7 separate regions of the Mus musculus genome follow, and regions 2, 3, 4, 5, 6 and 7 are each linked to region 1. A link is a contact called in public Hi-C and promoter capture Hi-C data. All regions are on one chromosome and are shown on one strand. The core of a region is the stretch at or near the end of the contact, and the rest is flanking DNA. Distances in the headings are between cores, read along the strand shown. Region 1 holds the start of Styxl1 (serine/threonine/tyrosine interacting-like 1). Region 2 holds the start of Agfg2 (ArfGAP with FG repeats 2). Region 3 holds the start of Lrch4 (leucine-rich repeats and calponin homology (CH) domain containing 4). Region 4 holds the start of Pcolce (procollagen C-endopeptidase enhancer protein). Region 5 holds the start of Vgf (VGF nerve growth factor inducible). Region 6 holds the start of Znhit1 (zinc finger, HIT domain containing 1). Region 7 holds the start of 4933404O12Rik (RIKEN cDNA 4933404O12 gene).

Region 1 (3,565 bases), core at 655-3,154:
CCAAAATTAATTAATTAATGATTAATAAATACATACTCCCTGACCCCTAGATGACGTCAGAAAGTTAAACAATTACCAGAGCATATTCTTCAGAGATAAGATCAAGGGCAGTGCTTATCCATATATCCCCACCCCAATAGAAAGCATCTCCTGGAACACAAGGCTACGTCTTCCTGTCTCCTCCTTTCCCTTGCCTCTCCATACTTGGCACTATTGAAGAATCAGCAGCATGGGCCCTGGAGATTGCACTCAGGCTTGGCAGCCCGCTTCTCTGCCCACTGAACCATTACCAGCTCAGACAAGAGGCACTTCCCTCCTCCAGGGCTCCCACTAAGACCCACCCAGTCTTCTGGCAGGTCTGTTTAAGTGGCTCATCCTCTGGAAGGTTCTTTTAACATGACCTCCGTTCCAAGCCCATTTCCCCAGGTTCGCATATCACTTCTCCAAATGTTGCTCAGATGCCCACTAGATTCTGCTCCCCAAAGGCCAGGCAAGAACCGGGGGAGGCATATCCGATTCCAGACGGGGCTGGTAGTACACTTTATCCATCCAGCAAAGAGGTAGAGGCCAGGGAAGAGAGTCGGCCAGCCATCGCCAGCTCTCGTGTGTGGCTATGCTCTTTGGTTCTCGTTTGTTACCACCAGCAGCCTTGCTTTCTCTGTCACTGTCCCCAACCAGACTGAGTCACTGAACTTGCTACCATCCTGCTTCAGCCTCCAGGTCCCTGGGAATACAGGCCTGCTCAAGGACAGCTAGGACACTGAACTTATACTTTATTGCTGGAGAACTTCACATTCATGCCAAGTGTTTTTGAACAAATCCAACCAGTTCCCTCCCTTCCAGTTCCTTCTCTAACCCCCTCCCCAACTTTTTGTTTGCATGGTTGTTATTTTGTTTTTTGGTTTTTTTTTTAACAGAGTTTCATGTTGGCCTCAAACTCACATCAATCCTTCTGCTGCAGCCTCCGGAATATTTTTTATGTGTGTAGCATGCGTTCGAATGTATGTAGGTGCATATATGTGCACGTCTGTATGTGTATGGGTCCTTACTTTTACATTTTTATCATTTTAAATGTTTATTTCTGTGTCTCCGTGGGTACCTGCACACGAATGCCTGCGGCAATGGCTATGCCTGAAGCTAGAGTTTCAGGGGGTTGTGGGCCACCTGCTAGCGTCTCAGGATCGAAGCTCTGCAAGAGCAGCAAGTGCTCTTAACCAGAGTCATCCCTCCAGCTCTGATCCTGAACTTTAGAATAGTTATTATTTTTTTAATCGTGTGTTGTGCGGATTTTAGTAAGAAAGGAAGGAAAAGAAGGGGGGAGCAGGAAAAGCAAGAAGAAGAGTTGCAGAACCGTGCTCCCTGCACTGCTGGAGAGTTTGAGGGGTAGAGACAAGCCCAAAGCCTGAGGCACGGTCACCAAACGTTTCTTCCTCCGTCCCAGACCTAGGATCGCGGTCCTGCACATCGCCTGGTGCCATGACAACGCGAGTACTCGCTCCTCCGAGCGGGTTGTGTGAGAAGCCTGGAACCTCAACAAGGCTCTGTGTAACTTGTCGGAAGGGCGGCTCTGGAGGAAACAGGTGGGGAGATGCTGCCCACCCCGCCCCGGGACGCCCCGGGACCCCAGCCGGCCTCTTCCAGGGGGCAGGAAAGTTGGGCCTGGCTGAGGTCAGGAGCTCCGGGGCCGCCTGACCTGCTGCGCGACTTCTGTCAGGCTCCCCGGCAGGACGTCCGACCGGAGCCCCACCTGGGATAACGGGTACTTCTAACCTAGAGCCTGTCCTCCGGGCGAGCGCTCCAAGAGTCCTTCTAGTACCGGGTTGCTAGGGGCGGTCCCAAGATTCCGCCTAATCCTGGTGACCGTCTGTCCTAGCGCTAGGTCCCGGAAGTGGGCAAAGCTAACGGTGGGGAGGGGCGGGGCAAGGGGCGGGGTAGGAGGCGGGGGAAGGAACGGCCTGATAAAGTGAAGCCGGGCCTCTCTCGCGAGATCTCGGAAGTGGCCGGAGCCCAGAGATGACTTCTTTGGAGCCGGAGAGAATCGTGACGTCAGGCCTCGCTCGCCGGGTCTAGGGCGTGCTAGACAAGGAACCACACGGCCGAGCCTGTCTCGCGAGATTTGGCTCAAGCTTCTTGCGCTTCTCTCGCGAGATCAGGTGGCTCTGGACCGGGCGGCCACTGCGCAGAGTGGAGGTCGTTGGAGTCACTCGTCTTCTTGTAGCTCCTGCCAGTAGCTCCGTGTCCCGCCCGCCCTAGCCATGCTGTCCGCTCTCGCCCGTCCTGCCGGCGCCGCTCTCCGCCGCAGCTTCAGCACTTCGGCCCAGGTACAAGGGGCTGCCTGCCTAGGAAGGAACTCCGGGGGCGGCACACGCGTCCCCGGAGCTCGGCGTTTCTTAACCATCCAAGGCTCACTCTGGACGTCTGGGCCGCCCGGCTCACATCCCGACCAACATGGAAGGGGGACAGAGTCAGTCCAGGTTTCCTCCATAGTCTGCGCTCCACGTAGGTGCAGAAGCCGAGGCTCGCGGTCCGGATGCGAGTTGCATTATATGCAACTTTGCATTGCTTCGACTTAACTGATTTTCTCCTTGAAGCCTCCATGGATGTGAGGCACCAGGAGAGAAATAACGCGGACGTTAACTTCGTAGTGCCGGGGGCTCCGAGGGTGGAGAACGGATCAGGGTCACAGTAGTTTGGGAGATTCGATTGAAATTAGCACAGTCAGTGGCCTTCCCGCCCAGGGATTGCTTGCTTTATGTCCGTTTATGTGGACCAGGCTGGCCTCGAACTCACGGAGTCCAGTCTCTGCCTCAGTACCGGCATTAAAGATGTGCATCAAGCATCGTTTTTCAGAGTGTGTGTGGTGTCATGTGCACATGATTGTACAGAGGCCAGAGAAGGACATCGGTGTCTTGGCCATCACACACTAGACCAGCGAGCGGTTCTCAACCTTGGGATCGAATGACCCTTTCACAGGGGTCCCGTAGCAAATGTTTACATTACGACTCATAACCGTAACAGAATTTCAGTTACGAAGTAGCAATTTTATTTTTAAAAGTAATTTTATGGTTGAAGGGTTCACCTCAACATGAGGAACTGTATTAAAGGGTTGCAGCATTAGGAAGCTTAAGAACCCCTGTTGTAGACTTTATTTATTTATTTATTTATTTATTTATGAGAGTGAGAAGGCCTTTGATGAACCTGCCAGGCAGGGGAACCGGGCTTTGAACTCAGGTCCTTATGCACTTACCCACTGAACCATCTCCTCCACTGGATCTCTTTTGAATTATTCTTGGAGGATCATCCTTGCTTTGGGTAGACTTGGCCTAGGACAGTTACAGCTAAGCTATTTATAGTCAATCTTCTCCTGGGCCAGGGCCTCTTTAACTAGTGCATGTCGGAATCAGTAAAGGAGACCCAGGATCGTGTCAAGAGGGCAGGGTCAGTATTTTTTACAAATCTCTAGCAAAATTGATACAACCAAGGCTTGAGAAACAATTACCATGCTCCGGAGGAGAACTGATCATTCCAGGGAAGTCTACATTTCTTACCATCTAGGTCAGGTCTT
Region 2 (3,565 bases), core at 655-3,154, 1.9 Mb after region 1:
AGGCTGGTATGCATATAAGAACAGGAGAGCTTTCCTTATTAAATAAATAAATAAATAAAATAGCAGTGTACTAAAATACTAGAAAACCAGACAAAAACGAGTCCCTAAGAAAACCAAAGATCTCGAACCCAATGTTAGTCAAATAATTCCTAAGGAGAAGGAGCTTACTAAATAACTAGAAATCTGGGGTGGTCTGGGCTGAGGGTAGCATTGTGGATTTTACAACCAAGCCTCTGCTCCCCAAATTTACAGTTTACCAGATGAGACTCGGCAGTACACTTAGGAAAGACCCCAAAGCATGCCTGTAACCCCAGCCATTACAGAGGTAGAGGCAGGAGGACTCTGAGTTCCAAAGCCACCCCTAGCTACATCATGAATTAAAAGTCACCGTGGACTGTATGAGACCCCGTCTCAAGACAAATTAAAAAAAAAAAAAATGGACTGGTGAGCTAGCTAGCTCAGCAAGTATGGGAGCTTACAGCCATGCCTGTTGACCTGAGTTTGATCCCCAGGCCCCACACGTAGTGGAAGGAAATTGCTGATTCCTACAAGTTATTCTCTGATAACCACACAAGCCATGGAACCTACATGTCCCTACAGTGCAAAGTAAAGAAATCAAATGCAACTTTAACGGGGGCAGAGGACGAAATGGGGAAAAGAAAAGAATATGCCATTCTGATCCTCATCTCTTCGGGAAAGCTAAGCTGTCCGCCAGGATAACCCTTTGGCTCTCTGCCCTTAGTATATTTCGTAAGTCATCTACCCTCTAGCTAGCATTCCAGAGCCTGAAAGATTAGGATCTGCACCTGATCCCTGGCTTCATACCTGCCACTCTAGGCTGTCAGCCTGGGCTAATGCGTGGAGCATTTTCCATTCCCTTCTAGGGTACTTTTGTCTTAGGCTCGACTTCCCTATTTCTTTCCCTTCTCCTTCCACCCCGTTCCCCTCCGCTCCCCTCCTGGTGGAGCGGCAAGGGTCTCATGGTTGGCCTTGAACTCCTGATCACCTCCCCCTCAGTGTTGGGATTACAGGCGTGTACCACACTACTCGGGTTTTATGCAGTGCTGTGGATGGAAACTCAGGGCGCCGAGCGTGCTAGGCAAGCACTCTACCAACTGAGATACAATGCAACCCCAGCTAAAGTTCCCTTTAAAGGTCTATGTCAATTTCTGGCCCTTTAAGTCCCTCCCCCACCCCACCCCAGTCCCTCCACACTTTCTCTCTCCCCACCTGCAATTCGCCTTCGCCTCCCCCAGGGAGTTTCTCCAATCCTCTCCTCGTGTCCTTCTACAGCCCCCACCCTCCCTCTGCAGCGCGACTCCACTCCCGTCTTCTGTCCCCCTGCGCTTTTTCCCTTTCCCCCACGACACACCTCTGCAGCAGGCGACCTTCCACCGCCACATCCAATGCCGGGGCTACCCCTCTGACCTCCTGGATCGCCCCGAGCTCCTGCAGACTCACTTCACCCGAACCAAACCCAGTTCCCCCCCCCCCCCCCGGATCCACTCACAGGAGGCCGGAGCAGGTGGTGCAGACGAAGCTGCCCACGGTGATGTCCACATACGTGACCCCGCGCTGGGCGCACTCGAAACAGTGGCGGTTCCCGGCCTGGCTGCAGCCGCCCAGCTCCCGCACTCGGCGGCACCACACCTCCGAAGCGGCTTCAGCCTCCGCTTTGCTCCCTCCGACCCCGCCACCCGGGCCCGGGCCCTTCTTAGCCGCCATCACCATCTCTCCTCCAGGTTCCTCTGCAAGTCAGCGGTCGCTCCCCTTTAACCGCTCGCTGCCTTTCCCGCCTCCGCCGCCTTCGCACGCCCGGCAACCCTGACACCAGCTCCTGCAGCCCCGACCACGACCGCGAGAGACTCTGCCGCCCCCTTCCTCGTCCTGTTCGGCACGCTGATTGGCTAGTCTCCCCCCACCTCCTTGCTTTAATTGGTTCGATTCGAGACGGCCTCCGGTTGCTGGAGCCTTCAGAACCACGCCCCACTGCCACCCGGCCTTCTGTCTTTTCCATTGGTTCACAAAGACCCCCACCTTGCAAGTACAATGCGTGCCCTCCTCCTTGTCCCCGCCCCCTCTCGCCACGGACTCCTATGCTGACTCTGATTGGTTGTTAAGGTTGCAAAATTAGCGTGCGAGAGAAAGGAGGTGTTCGGCGCGTGCGTAGTGCTCATCCTCCGGATTGATACTAATTCCCGCCAAATTTCAAAGGCTCGTTCCAGGCTGAGCCAGGAGACAAGAAAATCGGAAAGAAATTGCCCTAGGATGAGCTGGAGGAGAAAGGGAAAGACAGAGAAGGGGAGTGCTTTGTAAAAGATACTTTATTTATCCAAGTCATAGAAAGAGCCCCCACTTTAGAGTCAAGTTAAAAACCTGAGGTAGGATGCAGAAGGGATGAACGGCGTTTGCCACTAACCTTCATTCCCACTCCTGTAAGAAAACCGACTCCTATAAGCTAGCTGCCTTCTGATTTCCATGAGTACACACACACACACACACACACACACACACACAAATAAATAAATGCATGTAAAAAATATTCAAGAAAACATGTTGAAGTGGATCACAGAACTGGTTTGTGGCTCAGTCAGAATTTGAATCTGAGTCTTTTGATTTTAAAAGCTCTGCTCCGTGGCCAGGGATGTATCTCAGCTGGTAGAGTGCACTAAGCGCGAGGTTCAAGCCCCCAGCACTGCATACAACTCAGCGCGGTGGCACAGGCCAGTAATTCCAGCATTTGGGAAGTGGGGGTAGCAGTAGCGGTACTTCAGAGTCATCCTCGGTCACTGCCTGGAAAAGGAAAGGCTGAGAATAAGCAGGTTTAGGGATGCTGGCAACCATAAGTCAGGACTTTGGTTTCAGACATGCCAATGGGATGCGGGCAGATGAGAGATAGGTTTCTGAGTTATTGGTACCCAGGAGCCCATGGGCTAGATGAGGTTGCTTAATTGTTGTCATAGCTGCAAGTGTACTTCCCCCTGAGCTGTGGTGATGCCAAGTCCCCATGTACACATGCAAAGGAACCATTTTGCTTCATGTAAACCATGGCTGCATGCCTTGGATTCCAAGCAGGTGGATCGCTGTGAGTTTTAGGCCAGCCTGGTCTATGTAGTGAGTTCCAGGGGATTACACAGTGAAATCCTGTCCCCCACCCCACCCCCACCAAAAAAAAAGCCTCTTGTACATTTTCAGAGTTCAGCGTTCAGCATTTCCCTGTGCTGGCCATTTCTTGCACAGCTTCTCTTTAGCCAGTGGTTATTTCTTCACCCCTTAAAATGTTACCCACCACAAGTGAATAAATGGGCAGGAATTGGGGTGACCACTAGACTCTGATAGCTTCCAGTCTGTCTTTTGCTACAGGGTGTGGTCTGCAAGAGCAACCAGAGGGTGCGCTTCCTCCTCCTGTCTCTACTCCACCCAGGCCATATCAGAGAGTGACAACCCTATTTCCCCTCATAATCAGCAAGAGCACAGGCAGCCCGGGGACTCCCTCTTCTGCTATTGCTCCTGTGGCCTGGTGGGGAGGGCTTGGTGGCTTTCCTGGTAAGAAAAAGGCCCTTCG
Region 3 (3,565 bases), core at 550-3,049, 1.9 Mb after region 1:
CTACACAAGATTTTAAGCTCTCTAATCGAGCCCTGCATGAGGGTGCACACCTATAATCCCAGCACTTGAGAGGTGGTAACAGTCAGGAGTTGTTCATGGTCACTCCTAGCTACATCACCAGTTAGAGGCCAGCTAGAACTATAGGAGACCTTGTCTCTGAAAGCCAGTCTCCCTCTTTTCCTTTAGGTCACCATGCCACCCACATTGAGAAAAAAAGACTGAAATTATGGGGCCATGTTAGCCACAGCTACAGCCACATTGGTAAGCTGTGGAGGCACCCAAGAGGGAAGGGGGATGCTTAGTGGCATGCCTCACCACAGGATTAACCTTGGAAGAGCCGAGGCGATTAAGGGTGTTGGGATGCCTGTTTTCTAATGACTAGAAGCCACACAGGGAGGTTCATTAAACGCTAACATTCTTCTAAAAGCAAATCTCAAAGGAAAAAAAAATATTCTTTTACTATTATCTCTCACATCTGGGACTCCTTCCTGTATCTCAAGAAGTTTTCTGGGGTTTTTTTGTTTGTTTGTTTGTTTGTTTGTTTGTTTTTGTTTTTAAAAAAGGTTAGTTTGGAGTTATGTAGTCCAGGCTTGCCTGGAATTGACCTCGAAGTCCCGATCCTTCTGCCTCCTCTTTTTAAGAACTGTCACGACAGGCTCATGCCACCACACCCAGCTTCAAATAAGAGGTTTCCAATAGACAAAGTCTGTTATGAAAGTATGTGTGGGGGAGTTCTACTGGAGGTCTGAGATTTGTCCAGCTTCCCTTTCCTCATTTATAAAAAACCCGAGGTCTTAGCCGGGCGGTGATGATGCACGCCTTTAGTCCCAGCATTCGGGAGACACAGGCAGGAGGAGCTCTTGAGTTCAAGGCCAGCCTGGTCTACAGAGCAAGTTTCAGAACAGCCAGGGCTACACGGAGAAATAAATCCTGTCTCGGAAAAGCAACAAACAAAAAACCCCCAAAGATCTTGTTCTAGAGGCCATGAGATCCTTCGTAGTCTCTAAAGTTTGGTCTGGCCATCACAAGTCTTCTCCAGGGGGACTTTGGCAGGTCTGACGACTTTCCCTCTCTGAACTGGAAACCCCCTCACCGGTCATCCCCAGCATTCCCATTAGGGACTCAAGACTGCGCAGGAGGAAATGGTCCCTTCTGTTGAGACAACAGCCTGAGTGCTGAGTGGGGCATCCCTCGCCCTTCCTCACTTCTCGGATGCTGGTTTGCTCCCCAGTAAGCACAGCTAGTACCCAACCCTAACCCTGCACTGTCAGGCCGCCCAGCGCGCGCCTTTTACGATCTTTACCTGCGTCTCAAAAATTCTAGCTCACCCACCTCCTTCTGTCTAGCGAATGGAGCACCTCCTAGCCCATGCTATTGGTAGGCAGAACCGTCCCTCAGAGAAGAGGCCGGGACAGGTTCCTTTTGTAGGTTCTAATTGGTCTTCTTCACAGTCACTCGCCTGAATCTAGATTGCAATTGGTCTTGGTTGAAAAAGCAGGTTTGTGGTCTCTGGGTCTCTAATACCCTAAAGTTGAGACCTGTAGTCCCCGCCTCCTGGGCGGGTCTCATTGGCTCCATCTCCAGCCTCGAGAGTTGTGATTGGATGTCGCTGCGCGGGGCGGGCCGACCAGGAACCGCGGCCGTTGGCGGGGTGCTCCTCTTCACCCCTCCCTTCCCTCAGTGTAATCTAGAATTGAGAGGCTCCACCCCCTGCCGTTTTCTGATTGGGCACTTCTAACGCGTCTCTGGTTCATGATTGGTCCGCGGAGTTCCTGACCCTCGCTTCCTCCCTTCAGTGGGGACTACGGCGGCTCCGAGGAGGGGGAAGGGCGAGAAGGGCCGGCCGGTGCCGTCAGTCAGGCAGGGGGAGCCGCCGAGAGCGGATGGCGGCAGCAGTAGCGGGCCCACTCGCCGCCGGGGGTGAGGAAGCTGCAGCTTCAGTGTCCTTGCCAGGGTCTCCTGGTCTACCTGGGAGCCGTAGCGCAGAACGAGCCCTAGAGGAGGCTGTGGCCACCGGGACCCTGAACTTGTCCAACCGGCGTTTGAAGCACTTCCCCCGGGGCGCGGCCCGCAGTTACGACTTGTCAGACATCACCCAGGCTGGTGAGTTGCGCTGGTGCCCAGAGAGCAGGGGACCCATACTGGACTGCGACCCTCATTTGCATAGCCCCGCCTCGCGTTCGATTGGGCCCACCCCTTCACCTGGCAGTCTTGAACGCTCGCCCCTTGGGATTGGCATTGAGCCCGCGACCTCCCCTCCCCTGTGTAAGAACCACTGGACAATGAGTTCGCTTCAAGAGTGCACAGAACACTTTTGGCCGAGCTCTAGGAGACTCTTCCCCTTTATTTGCATATTGCGCACCTGTAGCATGGTCCCGCCCCTCACCTGGTTGGCTTCTTCAACCCTAGATCTGATCAACCCTTAAAGCAAACTTCCATGTAGAATCTATCATTAATCGCTACATTTTCACCCTTTTAGTCGTTTCCAACGTCTTTCTCACCCGTCCACCACAATCCCAACAAGCCCCGTTATCTCTTTCCTAAAGGGTCGCTCCTAACAACCCGACGTTTCTGCTTGCTTTTCCGTAGTCTCCCCAAGTCCCAGCCCCTCTCCGCCGTCCACCCCAGCCTATCTATGTGAAAGAAGTGAATCTCTCGCCCTTAACTTTCCACCCATTATCCCCCTATCCCCTTTCTCTTCTTCCTGGTTTTATGAGGTCACTGTGGAGTTTGTGATCTCATAGGAACCCTACAATTCTGCTTTCCCCTTAGGGGAGAAACTTGAGGCAGCTTGCTGAAAGGAAGGACATTGTATCTCTTAGCTAGGAGTGCTGACCTCCTGGAGACTCTCCAGTCCCTGCCCTCAGGACCCCTCTAATCATGTCCACCCCACCCTGGTGTGTGTGTGTTTGGGATCCCACTAATCATGGACACTCTACCCTTGGGTCTGCTATGGCCAGGCACTGGGGACTGTACTATGACAGGTGAGTCAGGCTGCTTAGGAGGCAGCCTATGAACTTGGGCTGGCAGCTGAGGGCGGGGAATCACAACAGAGGGCTACATTCCGGGAGCCCCACCCCAGTCTGGGCTGGAGTGTTAGGGCCCCTTCTGCTCCTCTCATCTGGTCCAGGGCTGGATCAAGCTGGATCAAAGAACACATTGCTCCAGTAGGTTCCTGCCCACCTGCAATTGTACCAGGCTGGCTGGGGCACAATCTCCTCTTACAGCTCTGGAGAGAAAAAGTTTAAATCTCTCTGTTTTTAAATGCTTTTTCCCTACACAGTTGAATGAGTCCTGGGAATGGGTGAGCCCCAGGAGCCATGCTTACCCCTCCTAGGTCCCCCCAGCCCCCCAGCTCCAGATTGACCTCAGCAGCTGTGTGACACTGGCCGTCTGTTCCCTTTCCCCTCCCCCTCTTGCTTGTTTTGTGACCAAGACCAAATGTTTTTCTTTACTTCCTCAGGGCTCTGTCTCAGTGAGTGGACTCTTGGGAAAACTACCAAGCCCTCCCAGCCCCTCCTAGCTCCTGCCCCAACCCAATCTCCTCCTTCAACATTCCGGCCCA
Region 4 (3,565 bases), core at 631-3,130, 1.8 Mb after region 1:
GTGGTGGTGTGTGCCTGGGATCCCAGCTATTTGGGAAACAGAGGCAGGAGGACCATAAATGCCAAGACCCATAATTTACAGAGACCATGTTTCAAAAATAAAAGGGGAAGCGATCTAGGGAGATGGCCCAGTGGGTAAAAGTGCTTATTCAAGCTCAAATCCCCCAGAACCCACATAAAAGGCCTCATTGAAGTCTCCACACATATGCCTTGAACCCTAACCCTACTGGGAGGCAGACAGGAGGGTCACTGGGGCTTGCTGGCTCTCATACTAGCTTTAGATTTAGTGAGAGGCTTTGTCTCAAGGAAATAGGGTGGAGAAAAGCACAACTCTGGAACACCTGCTCTGACCTCTGCATACATGCATGCATGCGTGTGCAAACTCATGCCCGACAAACACATTAAAAACAACCACCAGGGCCGGGCGTGGTGGCGCACGCCTTTAATCCCAGCACTTGGGAGGCAGAGGCAGTTGAATTTCTGAGTTCGAGGCCAGCCTGGTCTACAGAGTGAGTTCCAGGACAGCCAGGGCTACACAGAGAAACCCTGTCTCGAAAAACCAAAACCAAGCAAACAAACAAACAAACCACAAAAACAAACCTAAATGAATAAAAGAGATGGACCTCAGTGGTAGAGTTCTGGCCTAGTATGCCAAAGTCCCAGGGCTCAGTTCCCAGTAGTGGGATTGGACCAAGAGGAGGAAGGTTGGAGGTACTTCAGAGCATGTTACCATGGGGCCTGACGCCCTTGGACCAAAGAGGAAAAGAGGGTTTCCCAGAGGTGATGCCTGGTGGTGGGGACGGTGTCCCTGGGCTGTCAAGGTTTGGCTTGGGAGACTGATGAAGAGCAATGGGGACCAGAGGGGCCTTCTCACCGTAATTGTCCAGATGCACTTCTTGTTTGGGGGGTAGAGGTTGGGGAAACCCTCACTTGCCACGTAACCTGACTCCCCGGTCACGTCCCCTCCGCACAGGAACACAGGTCTGGAGGACAGAGGAGGTGTCAGGCAGAACCCCTGCATTGATGGTTCGTGAGAAGGGCAAGCCACGGCAATATGGGAAGATGGTGTTGGAGAAGCCCCAGCCTGTGGACTGGAGACTCCAGTCCAAGGACCACGGAAAGTGGGGCTAGGCAACCGCCCCGTCTCTCCATCCCCTAGAGGCTCCACCCCCACGCTGCCAGGAATTCCGGGAATCCTTCTCAGTCCCCCTAACCTCCTCTACCCCCCCTCCCTGTCCTGCCTGGCAGTCAAGGACAGGAGCCGCCTAACTACTTCCAGATGTGACAAGCCACGAGGCCACGAGGGGGAGGGGGCAAGAGAATTGAGGAGAGCAACAGTGGACACACAGCTAGGGGCTCCCACCTTCGCCCTGCTGCCATGCTCCTGGCTAAGGACCAGTACCTGACTTTCTGCTTGCTACCCTTCCCCCAATCTCAGTTCCTGAATGTCAGCTAACAGACAAGGTCAAGGTCTTGGCTTTCTGGGTTCAAGCTCCATGGAGGGGCAGAGGGCAGAAGAACAGTAGTGAAGGAGTGGGAACAGTGGAAGTTACAGACCAGTGTGGCCTTGCAGCAGACAGGGAGGATATGAATCTGAAGAGGAAAAGGGATTTGCTAGCAGAAGAGCTTGCAAGACCCACAGGCACAGCCCTCCCAGGACTCACAAGCATTCTGAAGCTTCCTGTGGAAGCCATCTGAAAGATATGAGACCTACCTCGTGTAGTTGGGGGTCTGGCCTCGGGCAAGAGGCAGCACCCAGGCCAAAAGGAATGGCCCCAGAAAGGAGGTTAGGGCAGCAGGCAGCATTGTGTAGGGGGGAAGTGCTGGAAGCAGCAGCTGAGTTCAGCAGCAGCAGCAGCAGCAGCAGCAGCAGCAGCAGGATAATCAGGACCAGATGAAGCAGCCCCGGGTGTGTGGGCGTGGGGACTGGCCAACTGGGCGGGCAGCAGGGGAGGCGGGACGGGGAGACAGCTGGGACAGTGCTTGAGTCCCTTCAGAGGCCTCTCTAGGTCTTGGACATATATTAATTGACCAGAGAATGCTGGGAACACATCTAGTCATATGCCACTGCCCTCTGTCCTTTGCCTGGGGACCTGGCATTTGCTGGAGACTTTCAGGTGCAGGCTGGACCCTTCTTCACCTGTTGCTTTCTCGGCATCTAGAGGGGATGTCCCCAAGTCTCTTGGCTACCCACTGTCCCACTGCACACTTCCAGATAGTTCTTGTTGCTTAAGACAGGCTTGCCATGACGCACTGGCTAGTCGGAGCTTTCGATCTTTCTGCCTCAGCTTCCCACGTGCTGGGATTACAGGCCTGCACCCCCTTCCCCAGGAGCTTCTGCACATACTTAGGACCTCCCCTTAACACTGGACCAGATCAGGCCAAGCAAAGTGGCTTTCTGACTCCTTATTTTCTCTTCCAACTATTTTAAGGTACAGAAGGGTTAAGGGGGGGGGGGGTGTGGAGTGTCCCTGTCCCTGGGCAAAGAGGGGACGGAGCAAAAAGTAAGGGAAAAGATGGGAGACAGAAGAGGACGGGATGCTGATTCCACGGGACTGTGGGCTAGGGGTGAGGTACCCTAGAAGTGACGATCAGATTGCAGGTTTGGTGCAGGTATGATGGAGGCACACCTGAAATCCTAGCTCTCTGGAAATGGAGTCAGCGTGAGCATGATTAAAGAGGTCAGCCTGGGCCACACAGTGAGGCTCTGTCACAAACAAAACCAACAGACCCAACAGAGGTTTCAAAGTGGGAAGTAAGGTGTGTCTGTCGTCCGAGTTACTTCACAAGCCCAGGCCTGACCTCCACATCACAAAGTGGGGCTTCTGGAGTGAGAAGGGGAAGGTTAGCTGGGGGTGCTGGCACTTCCTCAGTAAGACAACAGCTTGGGCTCTTTCTGTCTCCCCCCACCCCCTCACCAGCCAGGCCTCCCTCCATCCCAGGCCACCCCTCCATGAGGCCCCAGGGTTTCAAAACAGGCTTGGCTTTAGCCTTTTATTCTACTGTCCATCAAATTTCTCGCTCATGATAGTCAGGTTAGGGGCTCCTCCAGGGCAGGCCCCTGCACATTTATAAAAGAGGTCCCTCCTCTCCCCTCGAATACGCAGCACTGCTCCCCACAGCCCCACCCCCACCCCCCACCCATGTACACACAGTGTTCTCTGACACTCCATCTCTTCTCAGCTCTAGCCCACGGCTCGACTTCCTTCAGGAGGAAAGGCTAAGAAGAGGGGTTCAGCTCTCGGGAGTCGAGGTGTCTGGGCCAGCCCCTCCAGCAGCCCTCTGCAACATGTCCAGTGCCTCCCAGAAGAAATCTTTCTGGGCAGCCATCAAGGGCATCCAGCCCACAATCTCCTTCATCTTCTCCATTCGGTCCTGCAACGTGGGGCAACTGTGGATCTGGCTGAGGTACTCCTCACAGGCCTGGGCTGTTCCCCCAGGGTCTTGGGGGGCTCCAGCCCCCTGGCTAGGTTCAGGGCTCCCCCCCACCCTGCTGGCTGGCAGGTCTCGATAGACAGGGCACTGTTCGATGTCGTGGCTGGACAGCATATAGAGACACTCTCTGG
Region 5 (3,565 bases), core at 610-3,109, 1.3 Mb after region 1:
TTCTTTGGAATATCCACTGTCACCTTGGTTCTCAAGTTTGTTTATTTATTTTTCTTTCTCTCTCCTTTAGCCTGCTTCTTCAACCTGCTTCAGGTTCTTTTCCTTCCATCCCCCTGTCCCCATCTCTCTTCTCTTTCCTCTCTCACCCCACCTTTTCTCTGCAGAGCTGATGGGGTTTCTTCTGGGAAAGTCAAGCCACTGATGGAAGGGAGAAGCCACTGCTGGTTATAGAGAGAAAGCACGTGAGTGTGTGTGTGTGTGTGTGTGTGTGTGTGTGTGTGCCCGCGCGCGCGCCCTCGCGCGTGCACGAGCTAGGGGCTTAAAATGAGGGTCAGTAACAGGATGGTATGAGGGGGCTGACTCTGAAAGAGGTTCTGAGACCCTCCAGATGCCCTCCCCATTCTGGTTTCCAAAGTGTCAGGGTGCGGGGGGGCTTTGCGTGTGCCTATAAGCACCCCTGTGTCCGCAGTCCTTGTGTGTCTGGTGTGTGTCATTGTCCCCCCCCTTTCCCTGCCCACGCCCCCGCACTGCTCTCCGCCTGCACCGCAGCCCCCTCCAGCCTTCCTCCCTCCCCTTCATTCCTGCAGTAGCAGCTCCCGGGGCCACCTTTCCCTCTCCTCTACCCCCTCCCCATTTCCGTCCTCCCATCCCACCCCCGCCCACGTCTGGTCTCCCTTCACTGGACCCGGCTGGCTGATAGATTTTCTGCGCAATCTCTGCGTCATCGCCCCCCACTCCCGGAACCTCTAACTGTCCAAGCCCCCAGCCCCAACCCCTCTGGGCAGGAGATACGGTCGAAGGGTCTGATGGCTGAGAGGGTCCATCTCTGACGTTGCAATTCACCCCCCCCCCCCGGTCGCGTTCAGACCTCCCCTTTAAGCGGTAGAGAGAAATGGAGTTGAGTCACCCTCTCCACCTGCTCAACCCCCTCCCCACCTGGTCTGCTCTCGCCCTCCAAATGTCCTTGGGTGGGGGCTGTGGGGGAGAGGGAGACAGGCTGAAGGGTGTGGGAGAGTTGGATTAAAAGGGGGCACAACAGGAACCCCCTAACAGCCACAGCAGAGCCCGCTGGCCAGAAGGACAGACACACCTTTTTTTCCCCAACCCCTTCAGACACGAACTGGTTTGAACAGACACGACCCAAAGGCACACACATCGTCAATCTTTCCCTTTTCTCTCTCGACTAGGACCCTTTCCAAGGTGATTACCCAAACCGCAAGATCCACCCATCTGCGCTGACCCTGGGCGGGCATCCCGCACCGCAAATCCACCCCCTCCTCTCAGGTTCAAGTTGTCCTTGGGCGTGCTCCCTATAGACCATACTGTGGCGGAGTAGGGAGCCAGGCCCCTTCCCCTTTCAAACCCTTACCGTCCCCCCATCCAGTACTGATCTTTTACTGGCGCCCAATTAGATGCTGGCGGTGCCCTCTTCCTATTCTGCTCAGCAACGCAGGCTCCGCGCCGCAAGTGCTTTGTAACCCACCCTCCCGCCTTCTGGTTCCTCTGTACCCACCCTTCCATTCATTTTTACATTCATTCATTCATCCTTTTCTCCTCGTCCCTCCTTCATTCATTCATAGCCCCCTGCCCCGCCCGCCTCGACATTTCATTCATTCATTCATTCATTCATTTCCCGGAGCTCGGCTAGCGCACGCCCCTCTAGCCGAGGGCCCTACTGCGCAGGTGCAGGCCGGGAGCGACGCTTATCCTCCAATCATTGGACTTTCACCGTCCACCAGACACCCGCCCGCTTCCCCATGAATGAACATTGACGTCAATGGGGCGGGGCTATCCCACGTGACCCCGCGCGCTCCCCTTTATAAGGCAGAGGCGGCGCGGGCGCTGTCCAGCGTGCTGAAGCCGGAGCGAGAGCGCTGTTGCTGACCCAGCTGAGCCCAGCTTCTAGGACGCCAGCCCTCGACCATCGCTCATACTCCAGCCACGGAACAGAGCCAAGGCGGACCGGTCCCGACTTTCCCCCTGCCCCGACCCTCCTCTCCACCTCCCGCCGTCGTGACACCGGCTGGTAAATACTCCGCTGTCCATCCCTCCAACCCTCTTCACTCGTGGGCGTGAAGGGAGGATTTTCTTTCCATATGGGGTATTGAGAGCATAGCGGTGTGCCCCCGGGAAGGGTCTTTGGTAAAAGGGGAGTCTCTGCTTTTTTGTCGCTGATGAAGTCACCCACGCACCATCCGGGGAGTCCTGTGGGGAGGGAACAGATCCCCCCTCCCGCTTATCATTGCTGCTTAGTACGCGGGCGCTGGCTGAGAGATGACTTAGGGAAGGGGGCGACAGGAGGTACTGGGTACCCAGAAGGAGGATTGCGGGCGTTCTCTGCCCATTTGCACGACCCCAGAGATCGCCACATCTTTCTTGTTCTCTGCTAAACGTTTCTTTTCGGGTAAGGTTAGAGAAATGAGGGAAACCCCGGATTTCCTGCTTAAAGGTGGGGGGAGGGAAAGCAGAAATAGAAAGCGGGGAGTTCTTATAGAAATCCTCTATTTCTTTGATTTCTTCTATTTTTCAGTCTCTGGCAGCCCGTTGGTCATGAAAACCTTCACGTTGCCGGCATCCGTCCTCTTCTGCTTCCTTCTACTGATCCAGGGGTTGGGAGCAGCGCCCCCCGGGCGCCCCGATGTTTTTCCTCCTCCCCTCAGCTCTGAGCATAATGGGCAGGTAGCTGAGGACGCAGTGTCCCGGCCAAAGGATGACGGCGTACCAGAGGTCCGAGCTGCTCGGAATCCCGAGCCTCAGGACCAGGGAGAGCTCTTCCAGGGCGTGGATCCCCGGGCGCTGGCCTCGGTACTGTTGCAGGCACTGGACCGTCCGGCCTCGCCCCCGTCGGTCCCGGGAGGTTCCCAGCAGGGAACACCCGAAGAAGCAGCAGAAGCTCTGCTGACCGAGTCCGTGCGCAGTCAGACCCATAGCCTCCCGGCACCAGAAATCCAAGCGCCCGCTGTGGCCCCCCCTCGCCCTCAGACTCAGGACCGCGATCCCGAGGAGGACGACCGCTCAGAAGAGCTGGAGGCGCTAGCATCCTTGCTCCAAGAACTTCGAGATTTCAGTCCGAGCAATGCTAAGCGCCAACAAGAGACGGCGGCAGCAGAGACTGAAACCCGCACGCACACGCTGACCCGAGTCAATCTGGAGAGCCCCGGGCCAGAGCGCGTGTGGCGCGCTTCCTGGGGAGAGTTCCAGGCGCGCGTTCCGGAGCGCGCTCCTCTTCCGCCCCCGGTCCCTTCCCAATTCCAGGCTCGAATGTCCGAAAGCGCTCCCCTTCCCGAAACTCATCAGTTCGGGGAAGGAGTGTCCTCCCCTAAAACACATTTAGGTGAGACTTTGACACCCTTATCCAAGGCGTATCAAAGTCTAGGTGGCCCCTTCCCTAAGGTGCGCCGGCTCGAGGGCTCATTCCTGGGCGGCTCCGAGGCAGGAGAGCGCCTGCTTCAGCAAGGATTAGCTCAGGTAGAGGCAGGGAGGAGACAGGCGGAGGCCACCCGGCAGGCCGCGGCGCAAGAAGAGCGGCTGGCCGATCTCGCCTCCGACCTGCTGCTCCAGTATC
Region 6 (3,565 bases), core at 316-2,815, 1.2 Mb after region 1:
CCAGGACCAGCAGCCATGAGGGTGGCTCACAACTTTCTGTAATTCCAACTGCCTCTTTTGTCCTTCATGGATACCTACACTCACCTGCACAGAGCAGCACACATACACAAATTAAAATAAAGAGCGCCTTTGAGAATTGACACAGTATTGACTTCTGGCCTCCATATTCTCAAGACCTGTGATTCAGTAGGGCAAAATCCAGTGTACATTTCTAGAATGTTCCTTCAGCCTGAGACGCATGCCTGTGCCCTGTGACTGCACCGACTACCTTCCTTGGACTAAAAGTCTCCCCAGTGTGGCTCCCAGATGTCCCCCTATCTTGTTGGATATATTTCCTATCCCGACATTTTGTCTCCTCTCTTGCTCTCGAGGCTGCTTCTGCCTGTCCTTTTTCTTTAATTGATAGCGCTCTTTGGCCTGTCCCTTTCTCACCCCCACAACCTTCAATAGGATCTCAGGAAGCCCAGGCTGGCCTGGGATGACCTCCTGTGCACAGCCACACCAGGCTTATGTGATGCTGGGGATGGAGCAAGAGTTTTGGGCATGCTGGACAACACCCTATCAGCAGGGGCTCATCTCTGACCTCTTTTTCTTGTATTTCTATCTTTCTTCAAAAAGTGCATTTATTCTGAGTGTTTCTGTGCACATGTAGGTGTTGCAGTACACGTGCAGAGATCAGAGGACACTGTATGGAAGCCTTTTCTCCTATCATGTGGATCCTGGGGACTGAACTCAAGTAGTCAGGCTTGGCAGCAAGCAACTTTACCTACTGCATGCACCATCTCACCTGCCCATTCCTGGTGCTGGGTTTCCCATAACATGCCAGTCTCAAACCAGAACTCCCCCAAACCACAGACTTCAGGACTACAGGACACCAAGAGGCTGAGGTCCAGCCTAATTTACATAGGCAGCCTAGGCTACATTAAAAAAAGAGAGAAAGGAAGGAATGAAGTGTGTATGTTCGTGTGTGTGTGTGCACGTGTTTGTGTAGTACCCAAAGCCAAGCCCTTTGATTTCCTAAGTTTCTCTGTTCCCTCCATCCAACATCCAGAAGCTGGAGGAAAGTGGGGCGATGGTGGCGCACGCCTTTAATCCCAGCAGTGTAGAGGCAGAGGCAGGCAGATCTCTGTGAGTTCCAAGCCAGCCTAATCTACAGAGCTAGTTCCAGGACAGCCAAGGGTACGCACCCTGTCTCGAAGAAAAAAACAAAAAACAAAAAAAAAACAAAAGCAAAACAATCCAGAAGCCGAGGTGAGTACCACTGCTCATAGCACCCGGGCTTTGGAGAGACAACACATCCTCTCCATCCCCAACGTCTGCTGAAGCAAGCAGTCACAAAACACGAATTAATGGTTCCGAGACTGCCCCAACACTGAGCGAAGGTAATTGACGTGAAAAGCTAGGCGGGGAGATGTTAGGCTGAATTTGAACTTGGGAAGCACAAAAGGGCGAACCACTCAAGGCTCACATACCGGCGGGTTTCTTCTCCACCATTGGCGCAACACAGTTGACAGAAGAGCCTACTGCGCACGCGTACTAACCACCGACCCTTGCTCTGAGCACACCCCTTCCGGTGGCGTGCACACATACGCGTGCGCAGTCTTTCCCCTCCCGCTTGAAGTCATTACGTGATGTTCCCTTGGAGATCAGCAAGCTTTCGCTTTCCGCCATCTTTGATAGGGGCAAACCTAATTCCGGTCGCATTGTGGTTACCCAAAAAAAAAAATCTGAGAGCCGCCTGCAAATGGTCACTTTTTAAAAACTGGCGTGGGTGGTCTTTAGGGGAGCGCTCTTGTCCCTGTGCCCTTTGCATCCCCGGTGCGTGTCCCCGCGCTGCGGGACAGGATAGGCAGGTTCGGTGGCTTTGTTGAACCCAGACCCACGAGGATGTCCGCGCGATCCCGCCTCCGGCTTCCCGGCCCCTCCGGGCCCGTCGCCCCCGCCGCGCGCCACCCCAGGCCTTGCTGTCCTGTGTTCCTCCGGGTCAGACTTGTGGTCAAGACCCGCCCCCGCGTCGCCTGGACCCTCCTCAAAAGGTCACTTCCCCTCCCGGGGGGATTCGGTTGCTCCGGTGTGAGTCAGGCAGTGCCCAGGACCGGACCCTCGGCTCCTCCCCACCCTCCAGCCCGCGCCCGCGGGACAATCCTTGCCTTGTCTCGCCGTCTGCATCTCGGGTTTTCGGTGGCCTCGGGTTACGCCTTTTTTCCAGGGCGGAGTCCCGAGCACAGCTCCTCCTCTCAGCGGGCTCGGTTTCCCCTTTTCCCAGAATCTTCCCGGGGCGTCGGAATCCAGGCGCTCAGCTCAGCGCCGGTGCGGGCCTGGGTGTAGCCTAAGCGTGCTGCTAGCCATGGCTGCGGCAGGCCCGGAACCCCGGCTTTTGCTCCTGCTCCTGCTGCTGCTGCCGCCGCTGCCCCCCGTAACTTCTGCCTCCGATCGACCCCGGGGCGCCAATGCTGTCAACCCAGGTGAGAACCCGGGCGGCCAGTGGGCAGGGTCGACACGTCCGCCAGCCTGGAAGGGAGTGTCCAGCCTTCCCAGTGCATTAGCCTCTCATGCAGAACTTGGGGTTCCAGGCTCCCCAGACAGACAGGAACACCCCAGCCCCCATTCGTGTATGTTACTCTCACCCGACTCTTCTGGAGATCAAATGTGCTGAAAGAACTTTAGTGAAGTAATATGGAGGTGTGTGTGTGTGTGTGTGTGTCGGGGGTGATACAGAGGGATAAACACGTGGGACACTAAGCCGTGTCTTAAGTGCCAGTTCTCTGGCTATGACAGACAAATTGCTGGTGATCACTGTGGCTACGGCAGAGACAGAGGGGTACCGGCGTTTTCTGCAGTCTGCGGAGTTCTTTAACTACACTGTACGGGTGAGTGGGGGGACCCATGGGAGAAATTCCAGCGGGAGAGGGCAGGGGTCGTGGGGGTTGGTCCTGTTTCCTCATCTTGGCCAGCTGAACCTCTTCCGCTGCGTGGGGGTGGGATCTTTCCTGCAGACCCTGGGCCTGGGACAGGAGTGGCGAGGGGGTGATGTGGCTCGAACAGTTGGTGGAGGCCAGAAGGTCAGGTGGCTCAAGAAGGAAATGGAGAAATATGCAGATCAGAAAGACATGATCATCATGTTTGTGGACAGGTAAGGAGGGCTGGGGTGGAAAGAGTGGGAAACTGGTTATGGAGAGAGAAAAAGAGACTGAGGTTCCTCCTGGCTCTCGTCTTCCCCTTTTCTTGCCCAGCTACGACGTGATTCTGGCAAGCAGCCCGACAGAGCTGCTGAAGAAGTTTGTTCAGAGTGGCAGTCATCTGCTGTTCTCTGCTGAGAGCTTCTGCTGGCCTGAGTGGGGGCTGGCAGAGCAGTACCCTGAGGTGGGCATGGGGAAGCGCTTCCTCAACTCTGGTGGTGAGTGGCCGAGTTCCCAAGACAGACTTGTCCCCTCTCTATCTCTCCCTCCCCCAGTGGAGCGGGCATTGCATGCTCTGGGTGCTTGAGTCGGGGACCCTGGCAGTCTCGGGAGGTCTAACTCACTTCTGCTTGCCACCCCCCCAGGATTCATCGGCTTTGCTCCCA
Region 7 (3,565 bases), core at 510-3,009, 1.1 Mb after region 1:
AACCTCTTGCGCGCACCCGTCTTACCAGCAAGAACGACGCTGCAACAGGATCCTTCTGCCCACGTTTATTGGGAGAGCTTGATTGCAGAGGCAAAAAGATCCCAAGCCCAGAACTGGTGCTGCTTATATAGGCCTAGGAGAGGCGTGTCTCACACCCGGATTGGTTGTGCTTGGGTTATGTTTACCACCTCATTTGCATGCCTACATCTGATTGGTTAACCTCTCTCATCTGATTGGTTAATTTTGGTTAATTCTCAAAACCTCATCTTGGCAAAAGAACTTTACTGCCTATGTATGCATGGTGGCCAGCGGAAGCCAGCGCCACCCTGCAACGGCACATGTGGCTTCCCACAATAACCTTGAATCCCTGATCCTTCTGCCTTCACTCTCACAGGCCGCCATTACCCATGCCCAGTTTATGTGATGCTACAGATGGGAGCCAGATGGGCTTCCTGTTAGCCAGGTGTCTACCCACAGAGCTGCAGGCCTCTCTGTTGCTCTTTATACAGCCTTTGAAAGCATGCCTCTTGTTTCCAAAGCCTCAGTGTGGCCCAGGTCCACTTCAGGATTCCAGATACTCAGCCTGTGAAAATCAAAATGAGCTCCGTCTTCTACATCTATAGTCTTATCAGAGTTTTGGTCAGATTATAGAACAAAGGCCATCGTTATCCAAACCCTCTGGTCAGGTGGTTGGCACTGTCTCTTGGGATCCCAGTCTCCTTAGTTACCGTCTCTCAGTGTGTAGCAAGAGAAAGATTCATACCCAGGCCTTTCATTCCTATTGTGTCCTGGAGTGAACATTTAGTTTGAAGGTTAACTCAGAACAAGCCGTTAGTAGTTTTCAAGATTTCTTCCTACCGTATAGGTTATTGTCTTAGTTATGGTTTTACTGCTGTGAACAGACACCATGACCAAGGCAAGTCTTATAAAAACATTTAATTGGGGCTGGCTTACAGGTTCAGAGGTTCAGTCCATTATCAAGGTGGGAGCATGGCAGTATCCAGGCAGGCATGGTGCAGGAGGAGCTGAGAGTTCTATGTCTTCATCCAAAGGCGGCTAGTGGAAGACTGACTCCTAGGCAACTAGGGTGAGAATCTTAAACTCACACCCACAGAGGCACACCTACTCCAACCAGGTCACACCTCCAAATGGTGCCACTCCCTGGCCCAAGAATATACAAACCATCACATTTATGAAGTATGTATTAATCGTAATAGCCACAGGTTCCTTTGGTCTACTTTTGTGTACAACAAACCTTAAAGGAAGATGGCTGAAGACAGGCTAGCCAGGTACAAGCTCCACTTAGGATATGCAGTGTCTGAAACGGCTCCGAGGGTAAATATAAAAAAGGGACTTTCTAAATACTATTTAAGTACTTATAAGGCAAATACTGTGTTTGAATTCTCCTTAAAGGCGTGGCTAGTAATCAATGGACTACGTTTCCCATAGCTCCTGTGGCAGCTTCTCTGCATTTCCTAGAAGGCTGTTCGCCCTTTGCTCTGGCCCTGATCATCCGTGGGAAGAAAAAATGGCAATGTATTCGTCAGCATTGTTTAAGTCAAATATCGTCTTTTGTCCTTTATCGTTCCCCTAATCTGGCTTCTGCTCCTTCGCTCGCTGGCTTGCAGAGCCCAAATAATCTGAGAATAGTCTCTGTGGCAACTACAACGGTTTCTAGGGCTACTCGGAGAAGCAGGAGGCTGTCCATGCCGAAGCATTCTGGGAGTTGTAGTTCTGGTTCCTTTCCAGGCAACGGCTTGTCTTGCTCTGCCTCCTCCCACACCAGAAGTGAGCATCAGGTGGTGGCGAGCGCGTAGACAGGGTGAAAGGTGTGAGGGTTAGCGACAGATCTGCGTATTCACCTTGCTGGTCACCGGCCACCACCACCTCGGCGCCAATGAATTTTCTGTCGCGAGCCCCGCTAACGGCTTGCCGCTGAAAACTCTGGGAAATGTAGTTAGGCGCGAGCAAGCTGTCGTTAGTTGCAGGTCTGAGGCGGGAACCGGGGCTCCTCATGTGTTCGCGGCTCGGTTCAGCCTTCCACGGTGAGGATTTTCAGCCGGGAAATCAGGACAAGACCTGGGACTGGATGCGCGGGAAGCCCAGCCCTGAGCCGGGGGGTGGGGGTGGGTGGGGGCGCAGGCCACCTCTCCAGTCCTGAAACCCCCCCCCCCCCCCCCCCGGTGATGTGACTCTGGGTTAACCGTCTAGTTCCTTCACGTTGTCCGGAATAGCAGAATGGATCCTGGTGATCGGAGCAATTAGGTGCTGTCCATGGGCTGGGGAGATGACACAGGGGTAAGAGAGCTTTTGCAACCTTGAGAAACCGCTCGAATCCCCAGCAGGGAGACAGGGACACAACCAACATGTGGGATCAGAGACCCTAGCCGCCAGCCTAGTCTACCTTCAAGTTCAGAGACGGACCCTGGCTCTGGGGAATGAAGCTGGGAGTAATAACTTCCTGTGGCCCCTGCAGTTGCACACGAGCTCTCAAGCATATGTCAGCATGCATACACCACACACAATAAGTAGTGATGGGTGCTGCCACAGCCACAGCCCTCCACTATTAAAGAAGAGGGAGCTGGGGTTAGAGTCGATAAGGTACCCCTCATCCATGGTCTAGCTGGGGCCGACAGACACAGATCTGCAGTACCTAGCAGTGTTTGCCCTCGGAAGCTTCACTGCTTCCTAAGAGCAAACGCGTTGATACTCCAGTAAATGACAAGGCTGGCGGGTGCTTTTGTTTGATTGGTTGGTTTTTGTTTTGTTTTGGGGGGATTTTGTTGTTTTCTGTTTTGTTTGTTTTTAGTCTGATGTTTGTTTTGGTTGTTGCCGTATGTATTTAGGGGGAGGGCATGTAGTGGTCAGAAAACTTTCTGGGTTCAGAAATTGATCCTTTCCTTTTGCCACGTGGGTCTGGGGGATTGCACTCATGTGATGCAGTGAGTGATCACATTTACCTGCTGAGCTATCTCACCACCTATCTTGGTTTTGTTTGAAATAAGGTCTGTATATGTAACCCTAGGCTGGCTTGGAACTTATAGTCATCCTCCTGCCTCAGCTTCCCCCAGTCCTGGGATTACAGACTTTAGGGAAATCATGATTAAAAATAAATAAATAGCCAGGCTGGTTGCACATGCGTGCGATTCCAGTGCTCACAAGGTAGAGACGGGGAAGTCAAGACTAATTTGAGGCTAGCCTGATCTACATAACAAGATGCAGACCAGGCAGGGCTACATAGTGAAACCTTGTCCCCTTCCATCACTAAAAAAAAAAAGAAGAGTGGGAGAGTGAAAGGACCAGCCATGTAAAGGTGCTTACCACCGAGCCGGACAGCCTGACGTCAGAGTCAATCCCCAGCACCCACACACGGAACAAAGCAAGGTACAGTGGGCCACACTTGTCACCCCCACGTCCTGCTGGGGAAGTTGGCTGGCCAACCGCCCCAGTCAAATGAGGGATCATGAATTAGGATATCAAGAGACCAGGTCTCACAAAACAAAGTGGACAGTGACTTTGGAAGGTCACCTAAGGTTGGTTGACCTCTGGCCACCACATGCACCTG

The links. Promoter capture Hi-C pulls out the DNA fragments that hold promoters and counts their contacts. Hi-C and Micro-C count contacts between places; a contact is called where the count stands out from the background.
Region 2: a contact with region 1 is called in a promoter capture Hi-C map of liver, with 3 times the contacts expected there. The contact joins the promoter of Agfg2 here to the promoter of Styxl1 in region 1.
Region 3: a contact with region 1 is called in a Hi-C map of B cells, with 7 read pairs. The contact joins the promoter of Lrch4 here to the promoter of Styxl1 in region 1.
Region 4: a promoter capture Hi-C map of pre-B cells shows a contact between it and region 1. The contact joins the promoter of Pcolce here to the promoter of Styxl1 in region 1. A contact is called at or near these places in 3 of 39 promoter capture datasets (cranial neural crest, liver and pre-B cells) and 1 of 9 other capture datasets (liver).
Region 5: a promoter capture Hi-C map of pre-B cells shows a contact between it and region 1, with 3 times the contacts expected there. The contact joins the promoter of Vgf here to the promoter of Styxl1 in region 1. A contact is called at or near these places in 2 of 39 promoter capture datasets (liver and pre-B cells), 1 of 484 Hi-C or Micro-C datasets (B cells) and 2 of 9 other capture datasets (liver and pancreatic islet).
Region 6: a contact with region 1 is called in a promoter capture Hi-C map of pre-B cells, with 4 times the contacts expected there. The contact joins the promoter of Znhit1 here to the promoter of Styxl1 in region 1. A contact is called at or near these places in 3 of 39 promoter capture datasets (the C10 cell line, liver and pre-B cells), 2 of 484 Hi-C or Micro-C datasets (CD4 T cells and CD8 T cells), 1 of 115 datasets of contacts at active chromatin or transcription factors (large pre-B cells) and 1 of 9 other capture datasets (liver).
Region 7: a contact with region 1 is called in a promoter capture Hi-C map of liver, with 3 times the contacts expected there. The contact joins the promoter of 4933404O12Rik here to the promoter of Styxl1 in region 1. A contact is called at or near these places in 3 of 39 promoter capture datasets (liver and pre-B cells), 1 of 115 datasets of contacts at active chromatin or transcription factors (large pre-B cells) and 1 of 9 other capture datasets (liver).

Annotation. Positions count from the first base shown.
Region 1 is chr5:135,776,481-135,780,045 of GRCm38.p6, forward strand. It overlaps Styxl1 (serine/threonine/tyrosine interacting-like 1), which reads right to left and starts at 1,905. Exons shown (of 9, transcript NM_029659.4): 1 at 1,771-1,905. Mdh2 (malate dehydrogenase 2, NAD (mitochondrial)) reads left to right here and starts at 2,169. Exons shown (of 9, transcript NM_008617.2): 1 at 2,169-2,321. The coding sequence starts at 2,256. It overlaps Gm30205 (a long non-coding RNA gene), which reads left to right. Exons shown (of 5, transcript XR_003955810.1): 5 at 1,442-1,504.
Region 2 is chr5:137,682,849-137,686,413 of GRCm38.p6, forward strand. It overlaps Agfg2 (ArfGAP with FG repeats 2), which reads right to left and starts at 1,905. Exons shown (of 12, transcript NM_178162.3): 1 at 1,511-1,905. The coding sequence starts at 1,731. It overlaps Gm15498 (a long non-coding RNA gene), which reads right to left. Exons shown (of 2, transcript XR_003956003.1): 2 at 2,537-2,793.
Region 3 is chr5:137,627,324-137,630,888 of GRCm38.p6, forward strand. It overlaps Lrch4 (leucine-rich repeats and calponin homology (CH) domain containing 4), which reads left to right and starts at 1,800. Exons shown (of 18, transcript NM_146164.2): 1 at 1,800-2,103. The coding sequence starts at 1,884. It overlaps Gm20605 (predicted gene 20605), which reads left to right and starts at 1,800. Exons shown (of 22, transcript NR_033148.1): 1 at 1,800-2,103.
Region 4 is chr5:137,609,524-137,613,088 of GRCm38.p6, forward strand. It overlaps Pcolce (procollagen C-endopeptidase enhancer protein), which reads right to left and starts at 1,881. Exons shown (of 9, transcript NM_008788.2): 1 at 1,714-1,881; 2 at 874-982. The coding sequence starts at 1,805. It overlaps Fbxo24 (F-box protein 24), which reads right to left. Exons shown (of 10, transcript NM_027708.1): 10 at 2,982-3,565. The coding sequence ends at 3,234. It overlaps Gm36266 (predicted gene, 36266), which reads left to right and starts at 3,183. Exons shown (of 2, transcript NR_165817.1): 1 at 3,183-3,407.
Region 5 is chr5:137,028,436-137,032,000 of GRCm38.p6, forward strand. It overlaps Vgf (VGF nerve growth factor inducible), which reads left to right and starts at 1,860. Exons shown (of 2, transcript NM_001039385.1): 1 at 1,860-2,026; 2 at 2,531-3,565. The coding sequence starts at 2,551.
Region 6 is chr5:136,985,339-136,988,903 of GRCm38.p6, forward strand. It overlaps Znhit1 (zinc finger, HIT domain containing 1), which reads right to left and starts at 1,566. Exons shown (of 5, transcript NM_001310747.1): 1 at 1,473-1,566. The coding sequence starts at 1,494. It overlaps Plod3 (procollagen-lysine, 2-oxoglutarate 5-dioxygenase 3), which reads left to right and starts at 1,681. Exons shown (of 19, transcript NM_011962.3): 1 at 1,681-2,465; 2 at 2,779-2,870; 3 at 2,997-3,133; 4 at 3,234-3,397; 5 at 3,545-3,565. The coding sequence starts at 2,348.
Region 7 is chr5:136,917,387-136,920,951 of GRCm38.p6, forward strand. It overlaps 4933404O12Rik (RIKEN cDNA 4933404O12 gene), which reads left to right and starts at 1,760. Exons shown (of 4, transcript NR_015555.1): 1 at 1,760-2,045.